Linked DNA regions of Canis lupus: region 2 is linked to region 1. Evidence: chromatin contacts called from public Hi-C data. All regions are on one chromosome and are shown on one strand. The core of a region is the stretch at or near the end of the contact, and the rest is flanking DNA. Distances in the headings are between cores, read along the strand shown. Region 1 overlaps TTC7A (tetratricopeptide repeat protein 7A). Region 2 holds the start of CALM2 (calmodulin-2).

The links. A called contact is a pair of places that touch in the nucleus more often than the background predicts.
Region 2: a Hi-C map of blood shows a contact between it and region 1, with 4 times the contacts expected there. The contact joins the promoter of CALM2 here to the enhancer-like site in region 1. A contact is called at or near these places in 3 of 9 Hi-C or Micro-C datasets (amygdala, blood and skin fibroblasts).

The regions. Positions count from the first base shown.
Region 1 is chr10:50,210,925-50,216,325 of UU_Cfam_GSD_1.0, forward strand. It overlaps TTC7A (tetratricopeptide repeat protein 7A), which reads left to right. Exons shown (of 21, transcript XM_038551218.1): 4 at 903-1,033; 5 at 3,852-3,967. Among named protein-coding and RNA genes, the nearest start is that of TTC7A, 60 kb to the left of the region's middle. Within about 2 kb of position 3,762, at least 2 of the 20 cell types and tissues checked have an H3K27ac peak or open chromatin away from gene starts, as enhancers often do. A contact at or near this core is called in blood, where this site is marked.
Region 2 is chr10:50,364,518-50,369,650 of UU_Cfam_GSD_1.0, forward strand. CALM2 (calmodulin-2) reads right to left here and starts at 1,635. Exons shown (of 6, transcript XM_038551229.1): 1 at 1,505-1,635. The coding sequence starts at 1,507. It overlaps LOC102155086 (a long non-coding RNA gene), which reads left to right and starts at 1,936. Exons shown (of 8, transcript XR_005365900.1): 1 at 1,936-2,257; 2 at 2,830-3,055; 3 at 3,517-3,615.

The sequences.
Region 1 (5,401 bases), core at 2,512-5,011:
TAAAAAAATTTTTAATTATGGTTTAAAAAAAAAAGATAACACTTAACCATTGTAAGCTTTGGCAGGTGTATAGCTCAGTCCTGTGAACTCTATTCACGCTGTGTGGCTTCATTTTAAGGCAGGCTTTCCCTAACGTCTGCAGGCTGACCTCTTCACAGCTTCTCAGCCCCAGTTCTGGGCCCTGTGCTCATCCATTGCCAGTCACTGTGGCCCGGGTGGATGGGTCTGCCCAGGAGGTGGACTGGGGTCCTGATGCTCAGAGACTGCAGGAGGGCTGCTCATAGGGAAGGCGAGGTGCTGGGGCTGGAGAACAGAAGTGGGTGCCTCCAGGGCAATGGCAGCAGCTGTCTACTTCCAGCAGGTTGATCTGCTCGAGAATAACTTACCTGAGGGAGAGACTGAGTGTGTGGAAGGGTACCTGTACGGTGCTGTCCAGCTCCTGTATCTGTACGTGCCCATACTTAGGGACTGTAGCGGGGGTACAGAAAGGCTTACATTTTGCCTCACTCGGGAGAGAAGAGCTGGGTGTCAGTAACCACCGCACAGCATAGAAATGGTGAGTGCCTGGAGGGTGGGTGTTTTCGTCCAGCGACCTGGAAGGAGGGTCAGGAATGGTTCCTGTAGGATTTGGGCCGGAAGGGTAGGCAGGAGTTGGACATGGGGGTGCCGCAGTGTGGTTCCCCGTGTGAGGCCTAGGTGTGCCTGCCATTAGCCCGCAGCTTGACCCCGGCCGCTGCCAATACCACCGCTTTAGCCTCCTCCTTCCCCACCGCAGACCTTACCCCCACTGGCTGCTCCTGAGTCTGGGTTTCCCCGGGTGAGCCCACCCCCAGGCCCATAGGCAGGGCCGGGGGCTTAGGGGTCAGGGCAGGGAGGTCTGAGATGCTGTCTTCCTCCCGCAGGACTCTCCCTGGAACGCCTGCCCAACTCCATCGCTTCCCGCCACCGCCTGACAGAGAGGGAGGAGGAAGTGATCACCTGCTTCGAGAGGGCCTCCTGGATCGCTCAGGTGTTCCTGCAGGAGTTGGAGAAGGTGAGCTGGGAATATGGCACTCTGCTTCTAGCTGCCTCCATTGAGCACCTGTCACAACAGCCCCCCACTAAGCCTGTGGATCGCCCTTGTGCATATTGGAAAAAGGCACCCTCTACCCCTCCAGTATCAATCTGCCTCAGTGGTTGGAAAGCTCATCACAGTATATCTAGTCTGTCAGAATGAGACCCTTCGCCTCCAGCAAATAGATTTAATAAACGAGACTGCACTGGGGAGCTCAGAGCCTCCCTGGTGAGCTCAATCCTGATGAGCAAGTGTGACAGCCTTATCTGCACCCATCAAACCTGTGTAATCTTCACTGCAACTCTCTGTGACGTAGGTATTGTATTTATCCCCATCTACTAGGTGAGGTTTAGAGAGATGAAACCATTTGTTTACCACAGTCCCTTTGGAAGAGGTGCAGTTGGCTGATCCTTGCAGTTAGGCACCCTTCCCCGCCCTCAGGTGGCTGGGAAGCTCCCTACTGGATCCCCTAGGGGAGGGCAGGCCTTGGGGCTCACTGTCCAAGCCTTTCAGAGGCCAGCAGAAGCCAGCCAGCCAGGCTCTGGAAGGCCTCGAGTCTCCCCTTCTCCCCCCTGCCCCCTGGGGAACCTGTTTGCAGGACAGCAGTTCTGGTGTTAGCAGTATCCCGTGATGTTACCCCGATTCTTCCCATCTGGGGAGCTCCCGACGTGATGGGGGGGAAGGATAGACAGCTATATTTAGCAAAGATACTGCTCATGGTTACTGAGTTCCTGCTTTTGTGTCAGGCAGTACTCTGAGTACTTGACAGTCATTCTCGAATTTAACCCACACACCCACTGGCTTGAGATAGGTCCCGTTGCTCCTATTTCCTAAGTGAGAAACTCAGGTTTGGGGAGGCGTTCAGTGGCTTCCTGGAGTTCAGACACTGTCCAAGTGTTGGCAGGATTGGAACCCTGGGAATGTGGCTCTGATCACCCCAGCACCTGTCTTGTGACAGCCTTGCTAGAGGAGTCATCCTCAGGCCAGGCCAGTTCTCCCAGAGGGAGGTTTCTTAGCCTCAGCACGGACACTGGGGTCAGACCATTCTTTGCTGTGTGGGGTGCCCTGTGTATTATAAAATGTTCAGCAGGGGGATCCCTGGGTGGCGCAGCGGTTTGGCGCCTGCCTTTGGCCCAGGGCGCGATCCTGGAGACCTGGGATCGAATCCCACATCGGGCTTCCGGTGCATGGAGCCTGCTTCTCCCTCTGCCTGTGTCTCTGCCTCTCTCTCTTTCTCCCTCTGTGACTATCATAAATAAATAAAAATTTAAAAAAAAAAATTAAAAAAAATAAAATAAAATAAAATAAAATAAAATAAAATAAAATAAAATAAAATGTTCAGCAGCATCCCTGGCTTCTTCAGACAGCTCCCTGCCTCTCAACCAAAATGTTGTGACAACCAAAACTGTCTCCGGATGTGTCAAATGTCCCTGGAGGGTAAAATCACATCCCTGGTGAGTGTCACTACCCAAGAGTCCTCCTGCTTGATTTAGATTTCAGGAGGAAAGGAGAGGTGATTGAGAGACTTAGCAAAAACAGGACTCGAGTGCATTCCCTGGCAGAGACCTACTCAGAGACTTGGCGTGGTTGAGGTGACCTCTGCTGAGGTCACGTGGATCACTGCTAGACAGCAGTATTTTTGGAGCTCTTCAATTCAATTGGAATTGCATGTGGTTTGGAGAAACTTTCATGAGAAAGATAGTCTCCCATTCAGCCAGAAGCCTAGGCTTTCGACTTTTTCTTTTTTTTTAAATATTTTATTTATTTATTCATGAGAGACACAGACAGAGAGAGAGGCAGAGACACAGGCAGAGGGAGAAGCAGGCTCCATGCAGGGAGCCCGATGTGGGACTCGATCCCTGGACCCCAGGATCACACCCTGGACCGAAGGCAGGCACTAAACTGCTGAGCCACCCAGGGATCCCCTAGGCTTTCGACTTTTAAAGGGGGTTGCGGTGAGGGGCTGTAATGGTGGGCAGGACTGGAATCAGTGCCCTGTGGCAGTTGGGGGGACAAATGGGCCCCAGGAGCTGGTTATCTCGGGTCAGGGAAGGGCAGGCCACAGAACACTGTGCATGCTCAGAAATGTTGTGTGTCCCTCCTAAGACCCAGCCCCAAGCTCCAAGGAACTAAGAACCTTTCTTAAATCTACTTCAATTTCTGAAAGATAAGGTGGACGGCTCATTGATGTGTTTCTTGGGTGAGGGAAGGGAGGTGGCATAGGAAAGGCAGGCCTGTCTCGGTGGGGCTGGATGATCCCCTTAGAGCTGAGGCTTGAGGCCACCTCTGTTAATAACACAATTGTTCCTCAGGTTTTCCTAGAATCTGAGGTCTTAGCTGTTGGGCTGTCCTGACATTCCATGGTTATATGACAGGGACAGTACCTGGTATATCGTAGGCACTTGAGTGTTTTTTGAATGAGTGAACCAAGAAGTAGTAGAAACAGCCTGAGCCTGTAACTGGCCAGACTGAATTTTGAGACCTAGGTGCATGTCAGCTTTGTGACCTTAGGCACATTCTGAGCCTCAGTTTCCACATCTGTGAAATGCAGACAAAATCAGCTTTGCATGCCATCGTGGGCATCCAGCATTTGAATGAGAAGCGCATGATTTAGCCGTCTTTAAAACAAAAGCAAGTGAGGTGGGGTTCAGTCTGAGAATGGCACCACGTACTACTCTGCGGCGGCTCGGGATGTGGGCTAGTGATGGGGCTGCTGTATCCGCCAGGGCTGACTCTCGCCCCAACCCCTCTGACTCAGAGTTCTGAGACATGGCTCTCTCTGTGTTCCCCTTCCCAGATCACAAATAACACCACATCACGGCATCTGAAAGGCTCTCACCCGGTTGACTACGAGCTCACCTACTTCCTGGAAGCTGCCCTCCAGAGTGCTTATGTGACAAACCTGAAGAAGGGGTAGGTCGCTTGCAGCTGAGTGGGCCCTGGATGTTTCTTTCTGGGTTGTGGGTGCTCCTGATGCTGGTCGCGTTAAGTCTGGCCTCTCTGATCTGGGTGTGTGTACGTGTGTGCGCTCTTGAGAGGATCGGTGGGGGCTGGTGTGTTCCCATCTTGTCAGGCTGAGCTGTGCAGAGGCACACACCTGGGGAGGAGGGCAGTTGTGGACCCCTGGCCTCCAGGAGGCCTGCATTCTCCTCCTCTCTCTCCACTGTACCCTCAGTATTAGACAAGGGGATACTGCTCAAGTCCCTGTCTTCTGAATGGTAAAAACAGGGTGGAAGGGTTCCCACCAGGAGGCAGGCTGTCACTCTGCTCTCAGGTGAGAATACCTGCCAGAGCTCTTGACCCATCCCAGCTGCTTAGAAAACCAGAGGTATTATTATTATCATTTATTTGTATTATTTTTGTGGCAGGCCCCAGCTGGGTAGGCTGATGGCCCAAGCCTGAACTTCATACCTTTTGTTTCTGTTCTTTAAATTTTCCTAGTGCCAGGCCAGGGAGGCGGTGTGTCGCCATTTGGGACATGCAGACCGGGAGGCCCAGAGAGCCAAGGCGGCTTGGCCCCCAAGGATGGAGCTAGCCCAGACCCTGGGCTCCTCAGACCACCCTGTGGCTGGCAGGGTACGGGCTGAAGGACATCACAGGGACCCTGGGAAGCATGCTGCCTCTGTTCTACCTCTACCATCTGGGCTTTTCTTTCCTTTTATGGTTGCTGAGCTTCAGTTTCGTAGACACAGTGGCCCGGTGGGCCAGTTCCTGTTTTTGCTGCCCAGGCAGCTGCCACCTGGCCACTTCTCCCTAGCTGCAGGCAGCCCCTGCCCTGGCTCTGCCCCCACCCCTGGGACCCCCTTCGGTCTGCAGGATGAATGAGGGGTGTGGAGAGATGGCCCCTCAGCTGAACCTTCGCAGTATGGGTCTGCTGCTGCCTGTTTTTGCAAATAAAGTTTTATTGGAACATAGCCATACCTACTGTTTACCTATTGTCTCTCACCCGGAGTGGAGTAAATAGCAAATCCTAAAATATTTACTCTCTGACCCTTTATAGAAAAGTGTGCTGACGCCTGCTGTGTTTAAGAGGCCCTCCCTCCCAAGGCCTCCTGTAGGCACAAAGGGTGGAGGTGCTCGTCTGCACCTCTTTGTGATTCCAGTGTCCCCTTCATTCTTGTGTTTGTCTGCATACGTGCCGAGTCTGTGTGAGGTACTTGCTAAGTGCTTTGCTTCATGTGTATTTGGTCCTCCTGGCAGCCCTGTGGTAGGGCTGTTGTTGCATCCCCATTATGTGGGGGGCGGTGGAGGCACAGAGAACATAAATGACCTGCCCTGGGCAGAGCCAGGATGATGAATGCAGGACCCAGCTGGTGCTCCTTCCCGTTGGGCTCCCCTGCCTGCAGC
Region 2 (5,133 bases), core at 385-2,884, 150 kb after region 1:
TCCCCACACCCATACAAGCTGGAGGTTTCAGTTGGCAAGGACTCCCAACTCCTGTTTAAGATGTCACCTTGCCTTCTAGACACACCCATCGCTGTAACCACTTGGCAGACGGAAACACAAAATAGGTATTGCAAATTACCGCCCTCATTAGATTTTTTTTTTTTTAAGCAGGAAAAAAAAACCAGGAGTTCCGGTCTCAACTGATGACAGGAAAATGCTTTTGAAAAATCCCCTGCTCCCCCTGCCCCCGGTACACCCTTCCTTCACTACAGTATTTGACAGCCACTACTGTGCAAATGCATTGGACGGCATGTAACCGTGGTCTAGCATTTTCTATACGGAAATACGACTCCTTTTCCACGGAGCTGGAGCTGGAGCTGGAGCGGGGGCAAGGCTGTGGTTAACATCAGGAGTGCACGTGGGTCCTCCATAGAATACAGACGCTGCTTACGGGAGGATAAAAGCCAGTCGCGCCGAAGCCTGCCTTCGGTGAGCGACTAGAGAGCCTTTCAGACCCAAGCCGGAGCAGAGGGCTGTAACGAGACGCGCAGAGGATGCGCCAGACTTCAGGTATAAAAAGCTCATTCCCTTCAACCAACGACGGAGCCACTTAAGATAAATTTGTTGTTCAATGTCCAGCCCGGGGAGCAGGAAAAGGCCCCAGATGGAGTGGGGAAGATTCAGGATCAACCGAGCTTCCTTCTCGCCACCCGGAGCGGGGGAGGGGGGGGAAGGGGGATGGGAACCTGCCAGGCCGCCCTCCCCCCCCACCCATCCCCAACCGGCCGGCCCCGCCGCGCCCTCCGCAGCCCTGCAGGTGCCAGCGCAGCAGCTGGGGCGCGAGCCGAGCGGGCGGCGGCCCCGGCCACGCCGCCCCGCCCCCCCCCCCCCCGGCCGCTCCCCGCGCCGCGCGGGCTCGGCCCACACAGCGCGCCGCGCCCGCCCGCGCGCCCCCCGCCCCCCGCCCGGCACGCGGGGGATGCGGGCTAACGGCGGCGCTGGCGCTCGCCCCGGGCCTCGCGCTCCCTCCCGCCCCCTCGGCGCATGGCGGCCGCGAGCGGACAAAGGCGCTTCCTGGCGCCAGCACTAACCGTCCGTTGGGCTTTTGAATCCGGCCCCGGCACTGACCTTCCGAGATGCCCGACCCGAGGCGCCTGCCCGCCCGCTCCCCGCGCCCTTCCACTCTCTCGTCTGCACCATGTGCTGGGCCGCCCCCCGCCCGGAACCGCCCTCCGCCTCACCCCGCCGAGCCCCTGAGGAGCTCCGCCGCCTCGCGGGCAACGCTCCCGGCCCCCACAGCGCTAGAGCGCTCCTCCCGGAGGAGGACGGCGATGGGGAGCACCTGCGACGCAGCCGCCGCGGCGCCCCCAGGCTCTTTCGCGCCAACCTTCCGGCGAAGACCACTCCGGAAGGGGGTGGGGGGAGCAACGTACCCCCCCAGACAAGTTTCCTTCAGCCTCGTCCCCCCTCAGGCCGAGCGCCGGCAGCTCAGCGGCGCACTCACCATGCTGCAAGCGCTACCGGTCTCCGAGAAGCGGCCACACAACCAGTCAGCTCGCTCGCCCCGCTCGGACTAATTCTCCTCCTCCGCCCCCAGCGCCTCATAAACACCTCCCTCCGCCAGATCCCTCCGCCGCACGCCAGATAACGGAACAGCGCAAACGAGTCCCGGCTAAGCCCCCTCCTCTCCAGCTCGGCTCGGACTCCTGTCTCCACTGTTACGGACTCGACGAAGCAAAAGAGAAAGGGAAGTGGGCGAGCGGATGACGTAAGTGGGTTTCACTGCTCAGCGAGCCCGGGTACCGGCCGGTGGAGTCGCGCCCGCGGGGCGCTACTTTGCGGCGCGGAGGAGCATCATGGTGGCGGCTCGCGGCCGAGGATCGTTGAGTCGGCCTCTGATTGGCTGGTTCGTACCTGCAATGCGTCACTCGGGGCTCGCAGCCGCCGCCGGGACGCGGTGCGGCTTCTGCCGTTGCTGCTCGGGCCGCGCTGCCCTGGCAACTGCGCCAGGCGGCAGAGTCGCTTCCCCTGCGCCTGGCCGGAGAACCTTTCTCCCCCACCCATGCTGCCCTCCCACACTCACACACACACGCTTTCCCGCCTCTCCCCGGTACAGGCGGAGGCGAAAACACCTCAGGCGGAGAGAGAACGACGCCGAAAGACCCCGGAAACCTGTACCCCGCGCCCAGCCTCCCCGCCTCGTGGAGGCCACACATTTTTCAATTTTACTCCCTCACAAAACCCTATAAAAACCTAGGTAAGGAAAATGCAGCTGCTTAGCTGCGAGCCTAATCCAAAAGGGTTCTCCTTATCTTACGAGGGGTGCTTTCCCGGAAAAGTCCCTCAGAAACCACGGCATCAGGGATCCCGTGGGATCAGTTCCCGCCCCGATAGCCTTTTGGTGTCGTGGAATATAACAGGGTCCTCGGTTGGAGTCAGACCTGGGTGCAAGTGTTGGTTGGTCCACTTTCTTAGATGTGTGACCTTGGATGAGTCCTCTCGAGCCTCATAAAATGGAGGAGGTGATAATACTTCTCTGAAAAGGTTTTTGTAAGGATTAAAATGATAGGAATTTTAGAGTTAATGTGAAACGTTCAAGTATCTGGCTCAAGGTAGGTACCCAACAAGCGAGGGACCCTGTAATCAATTGGCCCTTTCGGGTCTCTGACCGCTCAGATTTAAGTGGACGTTTAAAAGACATGTTTAAGAGTCAGCTCCTTGGAACTGGAGCCCGTGTGCGCTGTTGGTGGGAATGTGAAATGGTACAACCACTACGAAAGTGAAAAATTAAAAGACAATTGCCATATCATGCAATAATTCCAATTCTAGGTATGTACCCAGAAGAACTGAAAGCAAGATCTTGAAGAGATGTTGATACACCTATTCTCAAGGCTGTGTTATTCGATATAGCTAAAACTTGGAAGCAACCCAAATGTCCGTCAGTAGATAAATGGATGAGCAAAATGTGGCATATACATACTTAAGAATATCATTCAGCCTCAAAAAAGGAAATTCTACAGGGTGTTGCAACATGGATGAACCTTGAGGACATGTGGTAAGTGACATAAACTAGTCACAAAAAGATAAAGATATTGTAGAATTCCATTTATGTGGGGTACTTAGAGTAATTAAAATCAGAGACAGCAGTTTACCAGGGATTTTCCAGTAGATTATTAGATAAGATAGTGGTTACCAGAGGGTGGAGCAGGGGGAATGGGGAGTTACTGTTTAGAGGGTATGGAGTTTCAGATCTACAGATGAAAAGACTTAGGAGGGTGGGTGGTGGAGATGTTTACACATTTTGAATGTGCTTAATATCACTGAACTGTGCACTTCAAAATGGCTAAGATGGTCAGTTTTATGTGTACTTTATCACACATATGCATTTTTTTTAATTAGCTCTTTGGTCCCACCCCAAATAAGCAAGGGTATGCATAACTTGAAATACTTAACAAGCAGATTGTGAACACCTACTGTATGAATTTGATGTTGACTATAATGTAATTGTTACCATAGAGGGAGCTTACAAGCCACAGAAGTTCCAGAAGGATTTCTAAAGAAGATCACTCCTAAACTGAATCTGATACAATAAATGACCTAGGAAACAAGCAAAAGGTAAGGAGGAAGAGAGAAGCAAATTCCAGGTGGAAGGAAGAACAGAGCAGAGGCCCAAAGACATGCGATTGCATGTCATGATGGAGGAGCTGTCAGTGATTTTAGGCATTACTAGAGCCAGCCAAACACAGGCAAGGGTTGCTGGGAAGTTAGAAAGGAGCTAGGGTTTAATGCTCAAACTGCAGTTCCTCAAGAAGGTTGTTGGTAGAACTAGTGTCCAGAAAGAATCATCTTAGGCTACAGTAAGCCTTAAAATTTCTCAGTGAAAAGCATTGGCTTATGGAGCCTTGAAATGTAAGCGAGCAGGATTTTTAGCAGGCCAAGGTGAAATCTTGCCTGCTGAGGAGAAGGTTGCCCATCAAGACCAAGACATTCTGTAACTGCTATCTGCACATACTTGGAAAGCTTCAGTGGAATTTAACCTCTTTTAGCCTATTTAGACATTTCTTCATACCATTGAAAGTATTTACTAGGCCAGGGATGGATCCTCTTTCTTTCAGTCATGCAAACCAGACATAAAGTGAGTACTCTTTCAATTAGTATTGGCAGCACTGTGACCTTCCTTTCAGTTGAATGACTCTTTAATGAAAACTCAGGACCCTGGATGCCTGGGTGGCTCAGTGGTTGGGTGTTTGCCTTTGACTCAGTGCATGATCCTGGGGTCCTGGGATTGGGTCCTGCATTGGTCTCCCTGCATGGAGCCTGCTTCTCCCTCTGCCTCTCTCTCTGTGTCTCTCATGAATAAATAAATAAAATCTTAGGAAAGAAAGAAAGAAGGAAAGGAAAGGAGAGGAGAGGAGAGGAGGAGGAAGAGGAAGAGGAGAGGAGAGGAGAGGGAGAGGAGAGGAGGAGGGGGAGGGGGGAAGGGGAAGAACTCAGGACCCTCATGCTTCTATTATCCTTACTAACTTAATACTGTAATGAGGCAGGGTCAGGGGAGGTAATTAGCTTTATCTCACAAATGAAATACCATTTAGAATATTACTTAATTGTAGGTACCTCTGCTTCAGAATCGAAGCTGGAGACAAGAGCCCTAAGGCCATAGTTCCACTACTCTGTGTTCTGGTAGCTCCCAAGTCTTTCCAAGGTATTTCTCAGAAATTTATCTATGATTCCTCCTCTGATGGAAGAGCCATCAACAATCTTTTCTCTCAGTCACTAAAAATATTCTCTCTTCACACAGTACCCCATCAGTATGCATAATTTTACATATAAAATTTTTAATGATAGGAAATTGAATGACAAAATGAATAATCACCTCTTCTAGAAAATGAATTTTTAAAAGGATTGATGTGTAACGTATAACAAGCACAAGCTTAAGTCTAACATACAAGTGCGTGCTTAGCATTGTATGTATTGGATCAAGCTTTTAAACAAATATTTGGTAATGAAATATGCCTGTTAAAGAGACTACAGGAAAGTTCTTGGTTTCTAGGCTGAATTTCAGTAAGCCTCTCTTGTAGAAACTTCCTTGCTGACCTCTCCAAGATGAGAAAAAATGAGAAAAAAGTCAAGACT